Regions from separate parts of the Mus musculus genome. Here region 1 is linked to region 2. Evidence: chromatin contacts called from public HiChIP or PLAC-seq data. All regions are on one chromosome and are shown on one strand. Each heading gives the region's core, a stretch centred on a gene start, on an enhancer-like site or on the middle of the called end of the contact. The rest is flanking DNA. Distances are from core to core; before and after follow the strand shown. Region 1 overlaps Ect2l (epithelial cell transforming sequence 2 oncogene-like). Region 2 has its middle 16 kb from the start of Abracl.

Region 1 (2,891 bases), core at 340-2,839, 190 kb after region 2:
GTGTGTCTGAAGACAGCTACAGTGTACTTACATATAATAAATAAATCTTTAAAAAAAAAAAAACAAACAAGAGAAAGAATGGGAGTGGAGCTGGGGTGGGGGAGGGGAGAAGATGGGAAGAAGCTGGAGGAGGGGAAATTGGGACCAGAAGATAACATATGAAAATGAGGATTTCAACAAAGAAAGAGAGAGACTGTAAAACAAACAAACAGACAGACCAGAACCATAGCCTCTGTCATGAGAAAAAGTACTGTTCTACAAATACAGTAGAGTTCGCCCCAGACTTCAAGCAGTTAAGTGATGTATATTTTTCATATTTATTATGTTTACATTTGGGAGGAGAAAGACTACAGGAATAAGAAGATTAAAAAGAAACACTGAATAAATAACCAAAATTTGATGGTTCTGTTACTGTTACAGCCACTCATTTCAATCCCCAATATATACTTCACTTCATAGCTTTCATTTCTCCCACTCTGGGGACTGAACCCAGGCCCTCGTACACTGGAGGCAAGTATTCTAAGCTCTTTTGTATGAATGCTTAAGAAAAATAAAAGGGTCAAGAAAAGGCCCCAGGTAAAGGCACTTGCTGGCAAGCCTCACTACCTGAATTCAACCACCTGGACCCACGTGATGCAGTAAGATACCAATTCCCACGAGGTGTTGTCCAATCTCCACACTCACGCCCTGGCTCGTGCCTAACCACCATCCACTACATACACTAAATACATAAATCTGATGAATACACAGAGCCTAGAAACTGGTCTAAAATGGAATTTTAAAGAAAAACAAAACTAGGAAAATAAAAGTTCCTCTTTAGAAAAATCCGGATACAGGTGTTCAGAGTAGCATTATCTTCAACAGCCTGAGGGGGAAACAAATCAAATGTTTACCAACTGGTGACAGTATGAAATATTATAAGTCCACAATATGGAATGTTTTTTGACAAGAAGAAAGTAGTTAAAAGTGTGCTATAAAATGGATAAACCTTGACATTTTAATACATGAAAAAAAAGCTACAAAAAAAAATCACCTATTACCTGGCTCTATTTATATAGAGTCCAGAGGGGGTACATTTAGAGAGATGGAAGTAGACTTGTGTTTGGACACATCTGGAAGGACAGGTGATAAGGAGTGACTATCATTGACTAGGGATTGACTGGGAATGGTGGAATGTGTTAAACTTAGATTATATGAGGACCACAAAATTCTGCCAATATTCACTTGAGTCCTTCAACTGCCAAATGTTATTGTACACAAAAATTATATTTCGGTAAGGATCATTTAAGGGAAGCTGGTTGTATTAACTTGTTAAAACAAACAAGCAAACAAACAAAAACGAGTCGAGCTTCTAGATCTAACTAAAATTGAACACAGCCCGAATGGGATTAGACTGTTAACCCAGTGTGAGCCTCTAGAAAGTTGAGGGCCAGGTAAAAACCACCCACGTATGCAAGCCTGAGACTGGGAAACATGTGACTAGGCAGATCGTGTTCAATAACAAAAACAATCACTACAAGTTAAAGACGACCCCAGAAGGACAAATCTAGAAACCAAAAACTCCCACCCAGCTTCCTGTGAAATCGGCAGCCCCGAGCGCGTTAGCAGCTGCGTGAACTATGACTCACTCGCTCACTGATCTCTCTGTGAGAACGCAGCTGCTGTTAAAGGAAGCAAAGAACAAACCAAAACAAAAACTACACAACAGGTTGGCTCCACATTCTCATTCCACAGAAAGAAGCATTCAAGCGCCAAAGGGTACAGTTTCTAGGGACAGAATGTCAGGTTAAGCAGCCTCAAAGTACCACAAGATCTCTAGTGACCTCTGGTGGTCAAAACTGAAACTGCTTGGTTCATGGTCCCTGAGACTACAATGTGATAATGGATGTGAATGAAGTTTGGTCTGTCTGTCTGTCTGTCTGTCTTGTTTGTTTGTTTGTATCTATTTTCTAGAATGCTGGAAGGTAGGGCAAAAGGAATCACAGAAAATGACTACAGTGAAATGTGCCTCCCCCTGATCGTCAGACAGCTACTGAGCAGCCTCTACGGGGCTGCGGAGATGCTCGGTGGTTAAGAGCACCTACAGCTCTTCCAGGAGCCTGAGTTCAGTTCTCAGCATCCACACTGTACAGCAGCTTACAAGCACCTGTGCTCCATCCCCGGGGGATCGGACATCCTCTTCAGGCCTCACAGGCACCCCCTCCATAGACACACACATATAAGAATAAGAAAGTATATCTTCTTTAAAAAGAATCTTCACAATTTTGGCCCTGAAGAGGATGGGAACTCCACAGGAAGACCAACAGTGTCAACTAACCTCGACCCTTGGGGCTCTCAGAGTCTGAACCACCAACCAGAGGACATTCATGGGCTGGACCTAAGCCTCCCCACACTTGTATGTCGCAGATGTGCAGCTTGTTCTTCATGTGGGTCCCGAACAACTGGAGCGGGTGCTGTCCCTAAAACTGTTGCCTGTACGTGGGGTGTGTTCTTCTCACTGGGCTGCCTTGTCTGGCCTCAATGGGAGAGGAAGCGCCTAGCCTCGCAAAGATTTGAAGTGCCAGAATAGGGGGCATGGGGGACACACCCACACAGAGGAGAAGGGAAAGGGGTAATTAGGAAAAGGGCAGTTTGAAAGCAATGATGAAAAGCATAATGAAAACCATAATGAAAGTGGCTAACCCCAACTGTCCGTGAAACATACCCAGAGTCTCCCTAAACAAACAATAGGAAATAAGCCACTTCCTGGAGTCCCCTCTGCAGGTGTGGCAGAGCTCCAGGTCTCTGTCCACTAGTTAAAGAGTGTCAGTCTGGGGACAAAGGACTACATCTCAGAAATGCCACTCTGTTAGGATTGTTGGCCGAAGACACCAGTGACTGCCCCAGACAGA
Region 2 (2,882 bases), core at 90-2,589:
TCTTATAGAACCCAGGACCACCAGTCCAGGGATGGCACTACACACAGTGGGATGGGCATTTCTTCCATCAATCACTAATTAAGATGCCTTACAACTGGATCTTAGGAAGGCATTCTATCAAGCGAGGTTCCCTCCTTTTAGATGGCTTTAGCTTCTGTCATATTGACATAAAGCCAGTCAGTAGATACTTCTCAGGTTCAAATAGAAGATATGTCAGAACCTCTCCAAGAAGTAAAACCTCAGACCCAAATGCAGGCTTCCCCACATCTAGCATTCCTGGAATGTACTATTGCACCACAAAATTGTTCCTAACCTGTAGGCTGAGAGCACCCATAAGAAACCGCACTGCGGTGAAGGGACACTTTAAGGAATCCAGGAAACTGTGTGTACCCACATTGTCTACAGAATAAAGAAATAGATGACTTTTATACACTTTTATCATTAAAATAAAAATGCTGTCTTTATGACTAAGATGTAAACTCATCTGAATATTCTATATATTATATAGTTTCTTAATCACAGATACAGAAAACATGGCAACCACTGGGAAGGGTTTTTAGTTTGTTTGTTGTTGTTATTGTTTTTGTTTTTGCTTAACAGGAGTGATCATGTCCTCTAAATTACTCTCATAAATTACTCTCATAAATCCCGAAGACTTTATAAGGAAAGGTGTGTTGGAATGCAGTCACTCTTCCTTGCCCAGTCTACAGGCCTTTTAAATATCTCAGCAATGAGGTCTTGTGTAGAAGCTCTAGTTCTCTAACCACGCTCTGAATTGTAGGCCTAACCTTACCACCACTATATGCCTAGCCTCACCACAGCTACAGCCATAACTAACTAGAACAGGGGTAGCCAGCTGGCCCAGTCAACCTTTGGCTGGCCCTGACCCACAAGTGGCTTGGCAGATAAAGTTGTCAGTTACATACAAACTGAGCCTCTTGGACTTCTACTGAGCATCTGTTTTGGTTTGGCTCTAATGAACAAATGATAACACTGCACATTTATAGGGTACACTGTGATATTTTAATACATGCATTGTGTAATTATTAAATCAAGATGATTAGTACTTCAACCACTTCTCATTTCTTTGTGGTGAAAACATTTCTTTTTTAAATTCCTCTCTTCTCATTATTTTCAAGTACTTAATGTGACAGTTAATTATCGCCCACTGTACAGCAGAAAAATTAGAAATTACCTTTCCCATCTAATGGCAATGCTGTACCTGATGCCCAATACTTTCCTCAGGCATTTGAAGTCAGATGTAGAGGCATACACTATAGGAAACTAAGCTGACTGTTGGAGGATGTTTATGTGCACTGTGTATCTGAATGCTAATTTCTGTACCCAGAGATCTGGTTGCACTCCAGACTTTGGTTGGTATGACTCAGTATTTTGTAAAACCTGGTGCTTCCTCACCTTCTGGTTGGTTATAAAAGAACTATAACCGGGCAAGAGAGCAAAAGACTGGGCTCCTGTGCATGGAGAAAGGGAGAGGGTCTCACGTGGGGACCAAAGGAGTTGCTATTGGGACACGGATGAAAAGGGAGGTGCCAGGAGAGACTAAGATGGCAGGTAATGGGCCACGGGGCTGGGAAGTAAGCCAGGCCAGCATCGTGTAGTTAAAACAGCTCAGAGTCTGCCCAGCTAGAGCGCCTGAAGCTTAATAAATAGAAAAGTCTCCAAGTCATTATTCAGAGCCAGGGCGGGCATACAAAAGCCCCTACTTTTACAACTGAGTTAGAGAAAAGATGGGAGAAGGGAAAGTTAAGCAAAGAGAAAGCTAGAATCTATGAAAATGGTGAGGTGGTACCAACGTGGCAGCCTCAGTGCTGTGAAAAGATGCTCATGGATGTGCTTGGGCTCCATCTGGACCTACAGAATCGGATCTCCAGAGTACTTGGGTATAGAAAGGATACAAAATGATGGGGGGGGGGGGTTACAAAAGCCATTCAGATACCCTCCAGGAGGGAATCATCATCTCAAGCTACTCTCTCATGGCTCCTTTATGAATTTCATGAAATCTTCTGTCTTACTAAATGTCCCATGTCCACCCTGAGAGTTAGCCCCTTCACATAGCTAAGTGGATTTCCATTCTGTCTAAATTAAAGTATCTAAACAAACAGTAACTCAGAGGGGGATATGTAGAAAAAAAATTTTTTAAAGAAATGTTGTTGAGGCTGCCAGAGAGAGAGAGCCTACAGGAGGTGGGGTTTTCACACTGAGTCATCTTCCAGAAAAGCAGGTTTGCTTTTTGATTTCTCACCAGCAAAGCCTCCTGAGAAGTTGATTTTCTTTGCAGAGTTATTTATAACTGATTTTTTTTAAAAGGAAAAGGAAACCCCAAGATGGTTTTGCATATAGATAAATTAAAGATGGTACATTTCTCTTGGGTTTCTCTAGACACAGAGGACCATGGTTATAAACCCAATAACCCAGGTTATCATATGTTTTTATAATTTGTCAGCTCAAGGGCTTTCCCCACAGTATTGTCTAGAGCCATAGGCATACTCCAGACACTAGGGAAACCTGGATGTAAGTGGTACAATTAAATCCCTCAAATCAACTTTTTTAGCTTGTTTTTAAATTATGACTCTAGGACACTAAGGCATGGTTGGATCATCTCTGATGGAAACAAAAATAAATTTGCATATGCAAGAGTAGTATGTATCTTTAGCCAGTATTCAATTAACAGCCTTTTACCATATTGACAACAAGCTATAATTAGATTGCCATATAATTTCAATACATAAGATCCTGTTGTAGAACTTGAAAGCTTACTGCATAATAAGTGGTGTCTATCAAACTCTTTCTTGCAGTTCTTGATGATCCACTGTTAAGACATAAACTTAGAATTGTTATATCTTATTAATTCAGCACCAGGT

Evidence for each region. HiChIP or PLAC-seq counts read pairs in DNA pulled down with a chosen protein or histone mark.
Region 1: a contact with region 2 is called in a CTCF HiChIP or PLAC-seq map of CD8 T cells, with 8 read pairs. The contact joins two enhancer-like sites. A contact is called at or near these places in 1 of 15 datasets of contacts at CTCF or cohesin (CD8 T cells), 1 of 115 datasets of contacts at active chromatin or transcription factors (bone marrow-derived macrophages) and 3 of 9 other capture datasets (adipose tissue, liver and pancreatic islet).

The regions. Positions count from the first base shown.
Region 1 is chr10:18,195,677-18,198,567 of GRCm38.p6, forward strand. The region is part of intron 3 of Ect2l (epithelial cell transforming sequence 2 oncogene-like); the gene reads right to left. Among named protein-coding and RNA genes, the nearest start is that of Ect2l, 14 kb to the right of the region's middle. Within about 2 kb of position 1,590, at least 87 of the 459 cell types and tissues checked have an H3K27ac peak or open chromatin away from gene starts, as enhancers often do. A contact at or near this core is called in CD8 T cells, where this site is marked.
Region 2 is chr10:18,006,077-18,008,958 of GRCm38.p6, forward strand. No RefSeq gene overlaps it. Among named protein-coding and RNA genes, the nearest start is that of Abracl, 16 kb to the right of the region's middle. Within about 2 kb of position 1,340, at least 24 of the 459 cell types and tissues checked have an H3K27ac peak or open chromatin away from gene starts, as enhancers often do. A contact at or near this core is called in CD8 T cells, where this site is marked.